Regions from separate parts of the Macaca mulatta genome. Here region 1 is linked to region 2. Evidence: chromatin contacts called from public Hi-C data. All regions are on one chromosome and are shown on one strand. Each heading gives the region's core, a stretch centred on a gene start, on an enhancer-like site or on the middle of the called end of the contact. The rest is flanking DNA. Distances are from core to core; before and after follow the strand shown. Region 1 holds the start of FKBP11 (FKBP prolyl isomerase 11). Region 2 holds the start of DDX23 (DEAD-box helicase 23).

Evidence for each region. Hi-C and Micro-C count contacts between places; a contact is called where the count stands out from the background.
Region 1: a Hi-C map of liver shows a contact between it and region 2, with 2.0 times the contacts expected there. The contact joins the promoter of FKBP11 here to the promoter of DDX23 in region 2. A contact is called at or near these places in 4 of 14 Hi-C or Micro-C datasets (CD4 T cells, cortical neurons, fetal cortical plate and 1 more).

Annotation. Positions count from the first base shown.
Region 1 is chr11:56,087,714-56,092,501 of T2T-MMU8v2.0, reverse strand. It overlaps FKBP11 (FKBP prolyl isomerase 11), which reads left to right and starts at 2,594. Exons shown (of 6, transcript XM_077954041.1): 1 at 2,594-2,864; 2 at 2,991-3,383; 3 at 3,509-3,596; 4 at 3,896-3,929; 5 at 4,302-4,372. The coding sequence starts at 2,730.
Region 2 is chr11:56,009,635-56,014,181 of T2T-MMU8v2.0, reverse strand. It overlaps DDX23 (DEAD-box helicase 23), which reads left to right and starts at 3,074. Exons shown (of 17, transcript NM_001260872.1): 1 at 3,074-3,162.

The DNA.
Region 1 (4,788 bases), core at 1,345-3,844, 79 kb before region 2:
GCTTCCATCCTAATGGTCATCTCATGGTCTAATATGGCTTCTAGAGCTTAATTCATCTCATCTGCATTTCAGATAGCAGACAGAAGGAATGAAAGATGATTGGGGGAGGGAGAGGAGCACAGAAGGATGCTTCCTAGTTAACTCTTTAAAGGGCCTTCTTGGAAGTCCAAGACAATACTTCCAACACTTCGTTTATGTTCTCTTGGCCAGAACTTAGTCAGTTAGTCATATCCAGCTTTAAGGGAGACTTGGAGATGTAGTTTTGTGGTTTTTTTGTTTAACTTAAAAAATATTTTGATACGTAATTTGCAAACAGTGAAATGCACAGATCGTAAGTATAGTTTGATAAGTTCTGACAAATGCATACACCCATGTAACCCACATCCCTCTGAAAATATAGAGCATTTCATCACCCCTAGAAATTCCCTCCTGCTGAGGGGACTTTTTTTTTTTTTTTTTAAACAATACAAATGAGAGATAATGAAGGCTTCTTATCCTGAGGTGGGAGGGTTGTAGCTATGGGAATAGAAGGGAGGAGCTGGAGAGACTGTGGAAGGAGAATCCAGAGTAGACCCGTTGGATGTGGGAGATGAAAGAAGAATGAATGCTGGTAGCAGAGCCACTAACAGAAACAGCAGATAGGGAGGAAGTCCGGGTTGTTACAGATGGATTGGAAGAATGAGTGCAGTTAAGACTGTTGGCCGGGCGCATTGGCTCACGCCTGTAATCCCAGCACTTTGGGAGGCTGAGGCGGCCACATCATGAGGTCAGGAGTTTGAGAGCAGTCTGGCCAACATGGCAAAACCCCATGTACTAAAAATACAAAAATTAGCCAGGCGTGGTGGTGGGTGCCTATAATCCCAGCTACTTGGGAGGCTGAGAAAGGAGAATCGCTTGAACCCGGGAGGTGGAGGTTGCAGTGAGCCAAGATCATGCCATTTGCACTCCAGCCTGGGCGACAGGAGTGAAACTCTGTCTCAAAACAACAACAACAACAACAAACTCTTAAAAAGTGGGCTGGGCATGGTGGCTCACACCTGCAGTCCCAGCACTTTGGAAGGCTGAGGCGGGTAGATCACCTGAGGTTGGGAATTTGAGACCAGCCTGACCGACGTGGAGAAACCCTGTCTTTACTAAAAATACAAAATTAGCCAGGCGTGGTGGCGCATGCCTGTAATCCCAGCTGTTCGGGAGGCTGAGGCAGGAGAATTGCTTGAACCCGGGAGTTAGAGGTTGTGATGAGCCGAGATCGCACCATTGCACTCCAGCCTGGGCAGCAAGAGCAAAACTCCTCCTCCTAAAAAAAAAAAGTGAAGTCTGGCCAGGCGTGGTGGCTCACGCCTGTAATCCCAGCCCTTTGAGAGACCGAGGCAGGCGGATCACCAAGATCAGGAGTTTGAGACCAGCCTGGCCAACATGGTGAAACCCTTATCTACTAAAAATACAAAAATTAGCCAGGCATGGTGGCGGGCGCCTGTGATCCCAGCTACTTGGGAGGCTGAGGCAGGAGAATCGCTTGAACCTGGGAGGCGGTGGTTGCAGTGAGTGGAAATTGCTCCACTGCACTCCAGCCTGGGCCACAGAGTGAGACTCCGTCTAAAAAAAAAAAAAAAAAAAGTGAAGTCGGCTGGGCACAGTGGCTCACACCTGTAATCTCAGCACTTTGGGAGGCCGAGGTGGGCGGATCACGAGGTCAGGAGATCGAGACCATCCTGGCTAACATGGTGAAATCCCCTCTCTATAAAAATACCAGATTAGCCGGGCGTGGTGGTGGGCGCCTATAGTCCCAGCTACTCGGGAGACTGAGGCAGGAGAATGGCATGAACCCAGGAGGCGGAGCTTGCAGTGAGCCGAGATCGTGCCACTGCACTCCAGCCTCGGGGACAGAGCGAGACTCCGTTTCAAAAAAAAAAAAAAAAGTGACGTCTTTACACAAACATAAAGGGGTTATGTGTGCTGTCCTTTGAGAAGTTTGTTGATGAAAGGAGAAAGGAAGTAGTAGCACCAGAGGAAAAGGTCAGGGGTTTACCCTGTTCTTACAGGAAAACAGCGCCTTGCTCTTTTCAGCTAGCTTTTCAAAGGATAGGGATAGGACAGCTCCCTGCCCTCTTTCGGATATTTGGATCTATAACCTCCAGAAATTCAGGCTGAAGTAGTTGGAGGTCGGAGAGGAATGAGACAACTGCCTGGGTGGGGTGGGCCAGCCAGACACTGCCAGGATAGCCACAAGGAGACGTAACTTAGAGGAAAGAGCAGACAGCAACCACGTTGGACTCAGGCAGTTCTGGGTTTGAATCCTGTCTGTATCACCACCTAGCCTGATGACCTTGGGCACATCCTGAGCACCCTGTGCCTTATCTGTAAAATGGAAACAATTATGCTGACCTTTTAGGTTGGTTTTGAGGATTAGAGACTAGCACCTGACACACAGTAGGTAATCGTAAATGGGTGCTATTATTTGGCCCAACCCACATTATAGGACAGAACGTCTAATGAACGGGTCAGAACCTGCGCCCTCCGGATCTTGGAGGGTACAGAGGGCGCCCCTCGGCCTCCTCCCTTTCGGAGGTGGGGACAAGGTGGAGGAAGGGCTGCAGGAGGAGGAGCTCTAGCATCGCGACCCGCCCCGTCCCGTCCAGTCTGGCCTGAGCGCTGCGGGAACGCTGTCCTAGCCGCCGCCACCCGAACAGCCTGTCCTGGTGCCCCGGCTCCCTGCCCCGCGCCCAGTCATGGCCCTGCGCCCCTCACTCCTCCCGCTCCATCTGCTGCTGCTGCTGCTGCTGCTGCTCAGTGCGGCAGTGTGCCAGGCTGAGGCTGGGTTCGAAACTGAAAGTCCCGTCCGGACCCTCCAAGTGGAGACCCTGGTGAGGAGATAGTCCCTAACCTCAGCACCCGTGGACCGAGCCTTGTGGGGTAACACAGGGATCTCAACGAATCTGGGAGCCGGGAAGGAAGTACGGGAACTGAGTTGGGGGTGGTGCTGGGTCTAGGAGCGAGAACGGGATCTTTGGAAGAGCATCCGTGACCCCTGTAGTCCGATCGTAGGTGGAGCCCCTCGAACCATGTGCCGAGCCAGCTGCTTTTGGAGACACGCTCCACATACACTACACGGTGAGGGGTCTCGGGGGCCGGGGCGGGGCCTGGGAGGGGGTGGCGCCCTGCTGAAACACGTCAGCTTTGGCTTGGACACGTGGCAAGCGGTTCGGGAGAAGAAACTCGGGGCTCTGGGGTTGTCGAGCACATGGCGAGGGGAGAGGCGTTGCTCTTCCGTGCCTCTTTTTCCTCCTTGCTTTTCTGCCAGTTCCTACCTGGCACGGAGAAGTGCAGGGTGGAGAGATCTCCGAGAAGCGCCAGCCCTCTGGGGCTTCCTGTTCCTTACAGCGGTAAGGGGAAGGCTAGGCTGCCGCTGTAAGGGGGCTGCCGCCGCCCAGCGGTCCAGGTGTGTGTTGCGCGCCTGCTGGGAGGGAGAGGGTGGTAGGTGTATGCTCTTGATGCTCTCTCCCCCCAGGGAAGCTTGGTAGATGGACGTATTATTGACACCTCCCTGACCAGAGACCCTCTGGTTATAGAACTTGGCCAAAAGCAGGTGATTCCAGGTATGTGACCTGTGCCTCCCATTCTACCTCTTCACAACCTAAGCCCTTTCTTAGCCTCTTCAGCTCCAAAGCTGCCCTGGAAATTCCCCCCTGAAATGAGTAAGACCCTAGGGCTCTACCAGTTACCTTCTGAGGTTCAAACCTCACTTCTAATACTCCACTTGTCCCAATTGGAAGCCAGAGATTTAAGAAGTGGGGGCAAGGCCTATTGAGGATGGAGGAGGAAGACTTTGGTGTTCATGTCATGGGATTTGGGGGAGGTGGATAGCTTCCAGTTCAGTTGTGTCTTCTTCCTCAAGGTCTGGAGCAGAGTCTTCTAGACATGTGTGTGGGGTGAGTATCTGGGCAGGGGTGGGCCTGGGTACCCTCTTTGCATGGGAAGAGGTTTTCTCTGCCATCCTCGCTCCTTAAGAAGCAGGAGAATGTGGAATAAAGGACCCTGCTTCCCACTGGACAGGTCCAGGTCAGTGGGAACCCTGAGGGCATCCAAAGCCTCTGTGCTTCTTGCGCTGTTGCTTTTGTTGGGGAGTTGAGGCACATGGGGAGATGGACACCTTTGCTGGCCAGCCTGTTTGGTGTTCAGGTGGAAAAGTTCGTGTTTTGGGTGTGAAGATCCAGAGGGTTTTGCTGGAGGAGCTTCAGCTGGACTGAGGCTGCTGGCCTACCTCTCCTGCCTCTGGCTGTGACTGACATTCCTTCCCTCAGAGAGAAGCGAAGGGCAATCATTCCTTCTCACTTGGCCTATGGAAAACGAGGATTTCCACCATCTGTCCCAGGTAATCTGACTAGGCCTGTCTCTCAGGCCATCGAAATACCCAGTCCCTAAGAGCTGTAAGGAGCTATATACTTTGTCTAATGCTTGAGAAGGTCCAGACCAAGTTTGTTTAGACAGACAGGAGTGGCTGGCGCCTCCATCTCCAGGGCCACTTTTTTCTTCCTCATATCACCAACAGGGACTAAAGACAAATAACCTGATGAGGCCACCTGGTGTGACCTCTAGCAGCCAGTAACTTGTTAGGGAAGAGAACTGCCTGTGCCACCACCTTTCCCAGAACACTGGGCTTCTTTCCTGCCCTTTTCTACAACTCTACGCTGTGTCAGTTGTACAGCCGCCCCCCCCCCACCCCGCTTCCTTTCAGCCTCCATCAGGGAAGAGATAGTAAAAATAATCACAGTCAAGTAATTCAAAACA
Region 2 (4,547 bases), core at 1,825-4,324:
TGAGGGAAGTGGTACTATCTCTGTTTTGTAAATGAGGAAAGAGAAAAGCCAGAGATGCCACATAATTTGCACAAGATCACAGTACTAGTAAGTAATTGAGCCAAGATTCAAACCAGATCTCACTGTTAACCAAAATCCTATGGACCCCTTACTGGTAGGCATGTTGTACCTAAATAGGTATCTCCAGTTATGGTTCTTACTAGAACACCATTCCTCTGTCTCCATCTCCAAAGATGATGGTTTGGGTGCAGTGACTGATGCCTGTAGTTCCAGCACTTTGGGAGGATAAGCCGGGCAGATTGCTTGAGGCCAGGAGTTTGAGATCAGACTGGACAACATTGCAAGACCCTGTCTCTACAGAAAATAAAACGATTAGCCAGGCGTGATGGGGTGCACCTGTGGTCCCAGCTACTTGGGAGGATGAGGCAGGAGGATCGCTTGAGCCCAAGTCAGGGCTGCAGTGAGCTATTTGTGCCACTCCACTTCAACCTGGGCAACAAAGTGAAATCCTGTCTCAAAAATAAATGAGTAAATAAGCTGGGCGCGGTGGCTCACGCCTGTAATCCCAGCACTTTGGGAGGCTGAGGCAGGTGCATCACGAGGTCAGGAGATCGAGACCATCCTGGCCAACATGATGAAACCCCTTCCCTACTGAAAATACAAAAATTAGCTGGGCGTGGTGGCACATGCCTGTAATCCCAGCTACTTGGGAGGTTGAGGCAGGAGAATCGCTTGAACCAGGGAGTTGGAGATTGCATTGAGCCGAGATTGCACCACTGCACTCCAGCCTGGTGACAGAGCGAGACTCCATCTCAAAAATAAATAAATAAAATAAAATAAAATAAAAATACAAACAAATAAGAAAACAAAGATGCACGTTTGTGAGAAAACTAGTGGGGCAAGACAAATAACAAGTATCCTTGAAGCCCTACATGTGTCATGAGAGGTGTGCACAAGTACTAGAGGAACTCTGCCACTATGAACTGGGACAAGCTTTATCACCCTCCAGGAGCTCAGTTTACTCATCTTTAAAGAGAGTTAAGATGGCAGTCTGAAAATGGGGAAAGGTAATGGACTCTGAAGTTAAATGAACCTGAATTTTGGCTCCATTCTTTTCTTTTTTCTTTCTTTCTTTTTTTTTTTTTTCCAGTCAGGGTTTTGCTCTGTCACCCAGGCTGTAGTGCAGTTGCTCACGAGCAACCTCGACCTCCTGGGCTCAAGCGGTCCTCCTGCCTTGGCCTCCCAAAGTGCTGAGATACAAGCGTGAGCCACCTCACCCGGCCCATTCTTTTAATTATGTGGCCTTTGAAGGCATAATTACTCTTTCTGGGCCGCAATCTCCTTAGCAGTAAAATGGAGATAGCACTCATCTCATACTGCTATGAGAACTAAGTAAAACAAATAAGGTAGGTTAAGTGTCCAGCCCAGAGTTGAGCACTTAGAAGATTCTCAACAAAAAGTGGCTGCAGTTTTTGAAGATTCTGGCCTACCATGGTTGGTCTGATTTTTAGTTGAATCTGTGAATCTGTGAGTCGAGCGCCCTCTCGTGCTTTCGTGGTGACTTACACCTAACAGATCTCAGAGCTCTCTTCTTTCCCTTCCGTTCTCTCTGGAGTAGAAGCAGGGAGGTGAAAGGCTGCAGGTTCTAAGAGAAGTGTATGTCTCCAAGGGTTACTTCGGGCCAGTGTGCATGATGCTCAGGGCTTTAGGATTACTTGGGTCTATCCTGAGGCTCTGCTTGAGAGCTTAAGGCATATTCGGAGAGAAAAGCCAGACCTACAGCCATGTGGAATTCAAGCAACAAACCTGCTGCTGGGAAAATGGGAAGGGAGGTCCAAGATACTTCCGGTTATCTAAACCGTTTCCGCAATTGCAGTGTTTTGTTTTGTTTTGAGGGAAAGAGTTATGAACCCATAAGAACAAAGAGAAACACAAAGTTAACTTACGATTTGGGGTTAAAACAACAACAAAACTCAGTGGAAGACTAAAGTAGGGGAATCTGGGGGAAGAAAGAAGCAAAAATACCAAGACAGCTCAACAATTGGTCACATTCCAAAGGGAAAAAAATTGAGGAAACCAGGGTTCTATCTGGAATGTTGAGAAAACAGGTGCTAGAGCCCAGGAGATACCATCCTTCCGGGATGACTTTAGAGTCCATTGTGTGGGCTCATTTGGAGCTGTAACAATAACTGGGGGTTGGGCCGGGCGCGGTGGCTCAAGCCTGTAATCCCAGCACTTTGGGAGGCCTAGACGGGCGGATCACGAGGTCAGGAGATCGAGACCATCCTGGCTAACACGGTGAAACCCCGTCTCTACTAAAAAATACAAAAAACTAGCCGGGCGAGGTGGCGGGCGCCTGTAGTCCCAGCTACTCGGGAGGCTGAGGCAGGAGAATGGCGTAAACCCGGGAGGCGGAGCTTGCAGTGAGCCGAGATCGCGACACTGCACTCCAGCCTGGGTGACAGAGCCAGACTCCGTCTCAAAAAAAAAAAAAAAAACAAAAAAAAACTGGGGGTTGTTACGGCATTCACCCGGCTGCAGGGGCCAAGGTTGCTAAAAGGTCCTCCTAAGCCTGGGATAGTTCCACACACAATGGAGAATTGCAACACCCTCCTTGTGAACCTACTCCTGTAACCTAATCTTTAGTTTGTCCAACTGTAAAATGGGACTAACCCCATTCTCACAGAATTGTTATAAAAACCGCTTTTCCACGAATGGTATTTATTGTTGTTACTGCAGTTGTTAGCTATAATTACATGCTACAGATATCTCAGGATGCCCTTAAATTCCTCCACTGTAAGCCACGGGCAACGACTGTCATCGACTGTAGTTTCTAGGAAGACCAGCCAATTCCAAGAAGGATGCTCGGCGGGAGAACCTAATGCCGGAAGCCTATTCGCGAAAAACTCTTCCTTCCCGGACGCTAAAGTCTGGCAAACCACATTGCCCGGCAGACCCCGCAGCCTAGGGCCGGCGCTCAAGCCGTGCATTCTGGGATTGGTAGTTCCCGGGCCTCAGTGTCGGCCTGTGCGCCCAGCTCCAGGAACTCGCCTTCCCAGCTTGCCTTGCGGCCGGGGGGTTCATCGCCGCGACCAGGAAACGGGAAAGATGGCGACGGCTCCTCGACGTTGAGGCCGCGTTGGGCGGTTCAGACTCAGGGTGGTGAGTCCCGGGCGGTGGGGGCGGTTCCCACGAGCTTAAAGAGAGGGCGAGAGTCGGGGCACAGCGGTGGCCCCTGCCTCCTGGACGAGGCGGGAAAGAACGCCTCAGAAAAGGGGCATGAACCCGGGAAGCTCGGGCGGGCAGGAGTGAAGGGGCGCAGGCCCCAGGGGTAGTGTTGGCTCCTCCGAGCACAGGCCACGTCCCTGCACGATATTTTCCTCCCAGGACTCTGCCCATGGGCGCAGCGCCTCTGATACCCCCAGTCTGACCTTATTCTTTCATGCTTCAAGTAGCCTTTGCTGCAGCCAAACTGGAACTCAGGCTTTTCTCTCGCAATCAGTCCATGTTTTCCCGCCTCTGCTCCGCCTCTATTATTTCTTTTGCCGGGAATGACTTCTTTTCCGCGTCCTTAATTACATATCTTCAAATTCTACTTATACTTAAAGGCTCAAGCGTCACTTCCTCTACCAAGCCTTCCACGTCACCTTTTACAAGTGAAAGGAAACGCCTTTGAACACCTGTATTACTACATCTGAGCCTTGATACTCTTCTTGATATGTGTCTCATACCCCCTATTGTTCTTTATTTTTTTTGAGACGGAGTCTCGCTCTGTCGCCCAGGCTGGAGTGCAATGGCGCGATCTCTGCTCACTGCAACCTCCGCCTCCCGAGTTCAAGCGATTCTCCTGTCTCAGCCTCCCGAGTAGCTGGGATTACAGGCGTACGTCGCCACGCCCTGCTAATTTTTTGTATTTTTAGTAGAGTGTTAGGATTACAGGTGTGAGCCACCGCGTCCGGCCTGATAACCCCTGTTGTTCTAAAAATTTCCTGTGAACAGAATTTGTTTTTGTGACTCACATAGCACCTAGCACTGTGCCTTGCATACAGTAGATGCTTGGTAAATACGTCATTGAATGAAAAAAAAGAATGTGCCCCTGCCCTGCAAGAACTGAGGACCTGAAGATCTGGAGGTTTGAGAGAAGGCTGCTGGGAAGCATGGCCAGAGTCAGCCTGGTTATTTGGCCCTTGTGATAATAGAACCTGTGATAAAAGTTGCCTATATTTACTGTCTCCTCATTTTTCATTCTCTTCCAAACTCATTCCACTTGGGCTTCCATTCCCTCAATGCTACTGAAACAGCTCTTGTTAAGGTCACCAGTAATCTCCATTTTTCCAAATTCAGTGGTTGCTTCTCTGTCCCTTATTCCCTCTCCACTTCGCTGGTACTTGATTCCGTTGACCCCTCCCTCCTTGAAACATGTTTTTGGCTTCTTCGTTGCCATACTTTTCTTTGTCCTTTCTCACTGGCTGCTGGTTCTTTCCATTCTTTTTCTGTGGTTCATCCCGTGGCTAACTCCTGTTAAAGTGTTCCAGAGCTCAATCCTG